Regions from separate parts of the Zea mays genome. Here all the other regions are linked to region 2. Evidence: chromatin contacts called from public Hi-C data. All regions are on one chromosome and are shown on one strand. Each heading gives the region's core, a stretch centred on a gene start, on an enhancer-like site or on the middle of the called end of the contact. The rest is flanking DNA. Distances are from core to core; before and after follow the strand shown. Region 1 has its middle 19 kb from the start of LOC103643872. Region 2 holds the start of LOC100281127. Region 3 holds the start of LOC103643871 (oxysterol-binding protein-related protein 1C).

Region 1 (3,111 bases), core at 215-2,714, 250 kb after region 2:
GTTATAATGTATGTATAATATCTAGATACAAAGCAAGAGTGTGTTTGATTGCCAAGCCTGCCACGCTCAGCAGCGGCGGCGCAAAAAATCCACGTGCGTTGTGGCGGAGTTTTGCGAAGAGAACTAGGGGTGGGCAAAAAATTATCAAACATCGTTCGAACCGTACACCATACACCGAAATTTGTGGTATATTTGATTTTTGATGTTTGGCGTGGTTTAGATTTTAGCTCTATTTGGTGTTTGGTGCGGTTTCCAATATTCGCACAGCAAAAACCGAAATTTAGCAAACCTACCTTGATGCCCAACAAACAACTCATATAAGGTCCTAAACCCTAGACTCATATCATTTTAATTTTTAAGAACTATGAGTTAGTTACTCTTATTCGACACTAGATTGTTTATGCAGTTTTATTAAGTACTTGTTGATGAACTATTAATATGTTTTTTAGGCAATTTTATGTTTGTAGTTTTAATTTGCTACTTGTTTGGTGATTGTGGTAGTACCAAAACGAAACCAGAAAAACCGAACACTAAATTGTGCGGTTTTTATTTCTAAACAAAAAGCTTGGTTTCCATTTTCCAAGCACCAAACTTTTTTTAACACCGAATAATCCGCACCGAATAACCAATAAAACCGAATGCTCAGCCCTAAAGAGAACTCAAATTCACTCGTCATAATTCGGAGACCCCATCAACGAGAAAAAAACACTTTTTATGTTCAGTTCCAGATCATAGAAAACATGTTCATTAAATTCTTTTGTCCACCGGTGCCTGACGCATTTCGTCAAGTTACAGTCATGTCCATGAAAGTTTCTCTCTCCTCTTAATTACACTTCCATGTGATGAAGCATGATAGTCTGGCTTCGGCACGATAGTACGATACACATTGGACTTATATTTTCGACGACTGAGTAATTATTGACCTTGCGCTAGGTGAGCTATTTGACTCAAACGTTGGGATGGGCTATGTCAGCCCGCTGGGCCAGTGGCACAGCCCATGTGGTCCATCTTCCGGCAAATTACGCCCACCTTCAATGTGCAGCGTTGCAACTATCAGCTGGTAGTACTACAGTTCAATAGTAGGTGCGCAACTGAGCACTGCAAGCCGATCTGCGTGATTCACGACACGCTCTCGAAAACTTCGTCCCCTGCACAACAACATGCATCTCACAGGTCCTCGCGCCTCGGCGCCGGCAGTGCGTGCGTTCAGTTCAACGCACGAGCGAGAAGCACTGCAACAAGTGGATCGCCATCCCGTCCGGCGTGCACAGCACATCAGGCGCTGCACATAGCTCTTCTATTATCTTCTATTAAAGGCCTGTTCGGTTATTTTTAATCTATATGGATTGGAGGGGATTAATACGGATTGAGAGAGGGCTTGACGCGGCCGCACCCGACAACTACCTCGACGGCTGTGATGACGCGACTTTGGCGATCCTTTGCGCAGTCCCGGCTCGGCGGATTCACCATTCCTTTTGGAGATATACTCCACCGTACGGCTTGGCGCTTCCTAGCTGGCGGCCGGAGGACAGACGAGATGGCCTGAGCAAATAGTGCGTGTACGTGACCGGGCAACAACAACACGCACGTACGTCTCGGCGTAGTTGGAGCGTGCGGCAAGAGTAGCCTCTAGCCTTCTGTAGCAAGAACCTGCCGCCGCCTTGGCTTGGCCGCTGCTGCAGGCTAGCTCACGGTCGCAGACGAGCTGCGGCTGCCGCTTGCTGCTCCTGCTTGCATCCATGCACAGGGCTCGAGAAGCCGACCGGGGACGGCATGGAGAAATGCAACTGGCAACCCAAGCAGAACACTGTGCTGCAACGGGGAAGGGCAATGCCACAGGTGCTGCACGCTGCACCTGCATGCTCGCGGCAGGGCGCTCCAACAGTGGTTCGGCGCGCGGCGTGCACGCCGGTGCCAAATAAAGGCCTTCCATCGGGTTGCCGTTGCCGTGCGTGCCACTGCCACCGTTGCCTTGTACTATCGCCGAGTTATTTCGGAGTTCAGAACTCGATCGATCGGTCCATCTATGCGGCTCTGAGGCATGCGCGTGTTGTTGACTGTGTCTGTGTGGCCTCGGACGCCGGAGCCTAGAGCGCGGCTAGCGCCGGCTGTGCGGCAGCAGGAAATATTTGGACCGCCAGCCCAACGGCTTGCAACTTTTGCATAGATCAGGTGCTGCCGCTCAGCGCTGATTCTTCCCTTCCGTTCACCTCTGTTTTTGCTCCCCACATTTAAAGGCTAAAAAGCCTAAAATTATACGTAGAAATGGTAGTAGAATTGAAAGTCTCAACATATATATATTTTCGATCCCTCTTTTGTCTAGAGAAAACCTTTGTCTACCCAAGAACTTTAGCAAGCTGGCCTCACCACCGTAGCCCGTAGGCTACCTAAGGCGTGAGTGACACTACACCAAAATAGTAAACTTCATAGAGTCTAAACCCTAAAAAATTAGGTCTAAACTATAGGAAGTTACCTAAACTCTCGGAAGTTAGCTTAACTTCCTATAGGCCTCTAGGAAGTTAGCTAACTTCCTACAGCCAAAAAGCCTCTCGGAAGTTAGTAGATTCTCAGAAGTTAGTAGCTTCACGCCGTCAGCGCCGTCAGCTGACTAACTTCCTACAAGTAACTTCCTACGGCTGACTGCAGCGTGACTAACTTCCTACGGCTTACTGTAGCCCCTAGGAAGTTAGCTGGCTAACTTCTGACTGTAGCACTGGCTAACTTCCTACGACTTAATAAGCCTTTAGGAAGTTAATTTGACCAGCATTACAAATGTTGTTTATTTTTATTTTACACCAGATTCCACAACATAATAAATATATCAACAGATATATAGCACAACATATTTTCACATAAAATATCTCACACACAATCACATAACAATATTTAAATCCATAGTCTCATCAATTACATCACAAAAGTCTCATCCATAGTCTTATCAATTACATTACAAAAGTCTCATCCATAGTCATAATAAGACATATCTCATCATCCAGTACTAATAAGAGACAATATCTCATACATAGTCATAATAAAAGTCTCAAGTATCAGAACACAATAACATGGAAGCTCACAGTCGTCGATCACCATCGGATTACAGTGAAGAGTGAT
Region 2 (3,138 bases), core at 126-2,625:
TGCGGTTTTTGATTGTGCTGTATGTTGGGTGGCCTGACAGAAGGGAGGAATCGGTCACGGTGGCTTGCGGATCGAGTGCATCCGTATTGGTGGTGTTGAGATTCCAAACCACAAGAGGGTGGAGTACTCGCTGCAGTACATACATGGCATTGGACGCTCACGCTCACGCCAGATCCTCCTGGACCTCAATTTCGATAACAAGATCACCAAGGACCTCTCCGAGGAGGAGGTCATCACCCTCCGTAAGGAGGTTGGCAAGTACATGATTGAGGGAGACCTTGTAACGTCCCTGATCCCTTTGTCGATTATTCGCTGCAGTTATTTGATTCAGTAGTTCATGATGATTAACGACTTGTATGGTTACCATAGTTACTTAGTTAACATATCAATGATTCCTTGAAAGCTTTGAAGTTCATTCTGCAGGTCTGCGTATTTAATTTCACTTCCTTAGTCATAGATGATTCCTGACTGTCCTAACTGTTTAGTTTTATATCGATGTTGGACTCCAAGGGAGTGAAAACGCTGAGAGCTGGCACACTGCTGTTTGGTATGCTTTACAGAAACGTTTCAACCGTGTGGCGATTGAGAGGCTGAAGGAGATTAGGTGCTACAAGGGCATCCGGCACAAGCTTGGACTCCCAGTTCGTGGCCAGAGGACAAAGAACAACTGCCGGACACTTAAGGGAAAGAGGGCTTCAGTTGCCAAGAAGAAGTCACCCGCCTCCCAGGATGAATAAATCGTATTGCCATGTATTGAAGTTCTCTCTCTCTCTCTCTCTCTCTCTCTCTCTCTCTCTCTGTGTGTGTGTGTGTGTGTGTGTGTGTGTGTAGCGCTACTACTGCTGGGTGTTTTGTTTCGAGCTTTTATGCTGCCATTGACAAATCATGGGGTAGCCATCAGCTGCTGCAGATTTTGTAGCAATGACATACTAGCTCATATGGGTCGGTTCTATAAATGAAGATCAAATTCTTGTTTACATCCATTTGTATTCCTCTGTCCCAACCTATGCTCGATGCAAGGAGTCCAGACTGCTCCTGACGAATTACTATTTACCAGATCCAGTGTTCTGGGGATTATTCACCTGCCACTGGTATACCTGTTTTCATCCCTGCACGAGATGATCATGTGGCGAAGAGTTATGATTCGAGATCTCTCCCCTTAACAAATGTAGTTGAAAAAACAAGTTTTGGCTACCCGTCGATGGTTATGTTTTTTTTCTTGATAAGGACGATGGTTAAATTGTGTTTGGTTTCAAATAAAGATGATTTGAATCACTTGATTGAAGCCATTAAGGTTTCCTGGCATTCATCAGCCCCCAACTTGCAGAGCACGGATGACGGATGACTGTGAATTTGTGATCCCGTGGTGTGCTATTTGCCGAAGCTTGCACCGGTGCACGGACACCACCACCTGCTCCCCCATCCGGCGGCACCCGGGCCGCCGCGCCCGCGCGCTCTATCCACCACTCAAATAAACGCGATATGCTCTGCCTTGCTGGCCTGCTATTGAAAATCACACGACTTCCACCGCAATCGCACGCAAAAATCCCGCTCGAGCTTCCACCGTCTCCCTCCGCTTCCCCGTGCGGCGGTGCCGGGTCGCGCCGTGCCATGGCGCCCGCCTTCTCGGTCTCGTGCGCGCCCGGATCCTCGCGCCCGCTGGCCGCCAGCCCCGGCCCCAGCGTCGTCGTCGTCGCCTCCTCCCAACTTCCCGCGTCGTCGCGGAGCAGCGAACGCAGGAGAGCACCAGGCCTCGCGCTCGCCGCGGCCCCGGGTGTCGGCGGTAGGGATGGCGGTGGCAGGTGGAGAGCAGGCATCTCGTCCTTCCCCTTCCTGCCGCCGTTCTTCACAGGGAACAAGGGGGAGAAGGACGCTGAGAAGGCGATGAGGCTCAAGGAGGAGCTCCTCGACGCCATTGCACCGCTGGACCGTGGCGCCGAGGCCACGCCCGAGGACAAGGAGCGCGTCGAGCAGGTGAGGACGAAGAAACTAGTAGCTACGAGGGACGCACCGTGCATTTGGTAATTGGTTGATGGCAGAGACTCACGTGTATTTTTTTTTCTTTTTTTGCTTCAGATTGTTCAGCAACTGGAGGCGGTGAACCAGGTGAAGGAGCCGCTCAAGTCCGATCTCCTAAACGGCAAATGGGAGCTTCTCTATACCACCTCCACAAGTATACTGCAGCCACAGGTTCATTTCCTTTTTGCCTCACCAATGTACAGGTTCTGAAGTTCTGAAAAGTAAGTTCTTTTTTTTATAGGTTCTAAGAGCATCTCTAACAATGTTACCATGTAAAAATGTCCTAAAAATTTAAAATAAATATATTTATAGAATTTAGGGCATCAACAAAAAAAATCAAGCTCCAACGGTAAAGCTCCAAATCAAGTGATTAGCATAAATATGTTAATCTACTATGTTCGTTTGGAATGGAAATGAAAGTTTTATAAAGTGTCCATTCGTTTAGATCTAGACATGAGACATCACAATAACATACAATATATTTGTGGCACTTCAGGAGGTGACCTATATTTTTTGACATTTTTTTATAAAATAAGGTATTATTGGAGCAGTTTTTTTTAAGCTTGATCTCTATTGTTTAATTTAGGACGAAAGAGCCTCTAACAGAGTTAGTTAGGTGGCCTGAGTAACACTCCTCAGGTTCTGGGATCGACTCCCCATAGAAGCGAATTTTAGGTTGTGGTTAAACAAATCCCATCGTCTGTCCCACGCCAAAGCACGGGTGTAAGGCTCGGTCCCGGTCGCGGTCGTTTCTCACATGAGCTACGGTGTCGCTGCGAATGGGTGGGGCAGAGGTTCGGGGATTTTCTCGATCTGAGTGAGAAGGTCTTTTTAATATAATATCCGGGGTTGTCTTATCCCCGCAGATCGAGTTTTTATAGTCTAATTTAGGGCACCGGGATAAGTGGAGATGCTTTAATAAGCTTAAAGGTGAATACATGCATCAGCACTGTAGAAATTCTTAAGATTGTGTGCTTTATTGTTTGATAGTGGTAAATTGGCAACAAGTGATAATCTTCACGTATGTAGAATTTATGCAATTTGAATTTAAATTCGAGGAAGAAAAGGACTTTCGGTTCATAGTTTATATTTTTTTCGGCCTTCCTGGCATGCTGCTGA
Region 3 (2,713 bases), core at 200-2,699, 230 kb after region 2:
AGGGGAAGCCATATGTAACTGCCCCCTCCTTAGACTATAAAAGGGAGGCGATCGACCCAAGGAAGGGAGGAAGCTCCCGAACAACACAAAGCAACAACACTTGATGACTTAGCCAAGTAACAAACACCCGATATGTAGATCCTCGGAACCAGCATCACATAGATACTTGGGATCCTTGCCTCACTCGCCCGCTTGTGACCCCTACTACGAGCATAATCAAACAGGTGGCAATAGCACAAGCCACCGAAGACTGGAAGTAGGGATGTTCTGCTAATCAGGTGGCGATAGCGTAAGCCACCGAAGACTAGATGTAGGGATATTCTGCTTGAACAAATATAAATCTTGCGCCCACTGAGCACACCATCGGGATCCAGAACGCGCATACACAAATTCACTCGCTGGTGTTGGTTCGAAACATCGACAGTACGCTAATCACCGAGTGATTCTCTAAGCACCTGGGTGTCTAGAGCTATAGGAATGGAATCTCAACTCTCTAGCATTGTTTCTGAGCTCCCACACACCTCAAAATTGCCAATTGGGTCGTATTTATAGCCCCACGTGTCCAAGCTATCCATTGGAAACGACATAGAATTTCTGCATACTCACTGAACATGTCTGGTGCAATCACCTGACACATCCGATGTATACACATTAGCTAACCATTGGAACTAGCCATTTCCGGTCATTGAGCTCGAGGTGTTTGGTGCGATCACTAGCGCTATACTGGACATGTTTGGTGCATGTAACTTGGTTTGTTTGTATTTGTAACCTCTCTGAGTACCCTGAGTCCCATATGTCACCACACATGTTCGTTGCATTATAAACCTCTATCTACACGCTGCAAACCTCTCTGGATAACCTATCTGGTGTTATATCTAGCGCACACCTGTGTGACTAGTGTACTACTTTCTTCAGTACTTTTATTCAGTACAAGAACATTACTTGTTTAGTACACCACCAGACACATTGGGCGGACACATTGGGTGCTTCTCTATGCTTGTTGCTTTGCGTTTCTTTATGTGGGCTTATTTGGTTTTGTGCCTTATACTCTTGCATGATCTTTAGAGGTATCCAATAAGTTGATCTTCTTGATCACTGTGCTGGTTTTATCCAAGTCTATGGTGCATCATTTAAATTATTAAATATTTATATGGACCGAGTCCATGAGATACTAAAATGCAAACATGATTTTTTTAAATACTGAAGTAAAAAAATGGCCTCCACTCCCATCGTATGTATACGTGCCATGTGTTCTTATACGGGGAACTCAACGTAACCGTAACGGTGATCAAGAAACAAATTCAAAACACGGCCAAATAATGTTCAGAACAAAAGGCAACAAGGTTACTCGCTAAATCGAGACAACGCCTCACTGTCACTATTGACCTTGACGACGTGAGTTCGTGACCAAGGGACACCCAACCGTCACGCAAAGGCAAGGCGCAAGCATACAAGTTCCTGTTTACCTCCGTTTTCGTTCTCCTGAGTTTCTGACCTTCTCCCCGGCCCCCGGCGGCATTTAAACCTGTCTCACCCACCTCCCCAAAATAAAATGCGTCCGTTCCCGGAGCAAAAATAAAAAAAATCAAAAACACAAAAGAATTCGCTACTTCGCCGGCGACAGGGGCGACCGCGCGCGCCCCGGCCGGTGCTGATCCGGACTCTCCCATGCACCCATTCTGCTGTGCGCCGCTCGTGCCTGTATCGCCCGTGGCCTCCGCCGCGGCCGCGTCCTCTGCGGTGGCGGGCGCCCCGGCCGTGATGCCGCCACCGCAGCCCCCGCCTCCTCCGCCTCCTCCGCCCCGAAGCAACCCCGCCTCTGGCGGTGAGAGGCGCGCGCGCGCGGCGGGGGTCAGCGGTGGCGGAGGAGGCGGTTCCTCGCCGCCCGAGGGGGTGAAGCTGAACGAGATCGTCGGCGGCGGCATCTCGGGAATCCTGTACAAGTGGGTCAACTACGGGCGCGGTTGGAGGCCGCGCTGGTTCGCTCTCCACGACGGCGTGCTCTCCTACTACAAGATCCACGGGCCCGACCGCATCATCCTATCGCGCGAGACCGAGCGGGGCGCCAAGGTCATCGGCGATGATTCCCTCCGCCGCCTCAACCGCCCCTCCACCTCCTCGTCGTCCCACTCCAACGGCCACCACCATCCTCGAAACCCCATCGGCGAAATCCACCTCAAGGTCTCCGGTTCTTGCCGCCTCCGTGATCGCCAGATCCACTTCGTCTGTTGCCAGCTTGCTAAAGGAGCGGTTGCGTGTGCAGGTGTCGACCGTGAGGGAGAGCAGATCGGACGACAGGAGATTCTCCATCTTCTCGGGGACGAAGACGTTGCACCTGAGAGCGGAGACCAGGGAGGACAGAGCTGCGTGGCTCGAGGCGCTGCGGGCGACCAAGGACATGTTCCCGAGGATGTCCTCCAGCGAGATGGTCGGGCCAGGGGACACCGCAGCGGCAGTGGCCGTCTCGACCGAGCGCCTAAGGCAGCGGCTGCAGCAGGAAGGGGTCAGCGAGGCGGCCATTGCTGACAGCGAGATGATCGTGCGGGCAGAATTCGAGGCTCTGCACAAGCAGCTTGTGCTCTCCAAGCAGAAGCACGCGCTCCTCTTGGAAACTCTTCGCCAGCTAGAGGTACTTCCATAAACTGCACCTTGGTACCTGCGGATCGAACAGAATCTGGTTATGTATGAAGTGCGAATGATTGCTTTTTACTGC

What was found. A called contact is a pair of places that touch in the nucleus more often than the background predicts.
Region 1: a Hi-C map of leaf shows a contact between it and region 2, with 7 times the contacts expected there. The contact joins the enhancer-like site here to the promoter of LOC100281127 in region 2. A contact is called at or near these places in 13 of 25 Hi-C or Micro-C datasets (bundle sheath, ear, endosperm and 5 more) and 1 of 3 datasets of contacts at active chromatin or transcription factors (seedling).
Region 3: a Hi-C map of leaf shows a contact between it and region 2, with 10 times the contacts expected there. The contact joins the promoter of LOC103643871 here to the promoter of LOC100281127 in region 2. A contact is called at or near these places in 5 of 25 Hi-C or Micro-C datasets (ear, leaf, leaf mesophyll and 1 more).

What each region holds. Positions count from the first base shown.
Region 1 is chr1:272,016,402-272,019,512 of Zm-B73-REFERENCE-NAM-5.0, forward strand. No RefSeq gene overlaps it. Among protein-coding and RNA genes, the nearest start is that of LOC103643872, 19 kb to the right of the region's middle. Within about 2 kb of position 1,465, at least 20 of the 20 cell types and tissues checked have an H3K27ac peak or open chromatin away from gene starts, as enhancers often do. A contact at or near this core is called in bundle sheath, ear, endosperm and 5 more, where this site is marked.
Region 2 is chr1:271,765,103-271,768,240 of Zm-B73-REFERENCE-NAM-5.0, forward strand. It overlaps LOC100281127, which reads left to right and starts at 1,376. Exons shown (of 6, transcript NM_001154046.1): 1 at 1,376-1,974; 2 at 2,077-2,190. The coding sequence starts at 1,483. It overlaps LOC100283244 (30S ribosomal protein S13, chloroplastic-like), which reads left to right. Exons shown (of 3, transcript NM_001156146.2): 2 at 41-280; 3 at 561-976. The coding sequence ends at 737.
Region 3 is chr1:271,996,109-271,998,821 of Zm-B73-REFERENCE-NAM-5.0, forward strand. LOC103643871 (oxysterol-binding protein-related protein 1C) reads left to right here and starts at 1,450. Exons shown (of 10, transcript XM_008667051.4): 1 at 1,450-2,181; 2 at 2,264-2,629. The coding sequence starts at 1,669.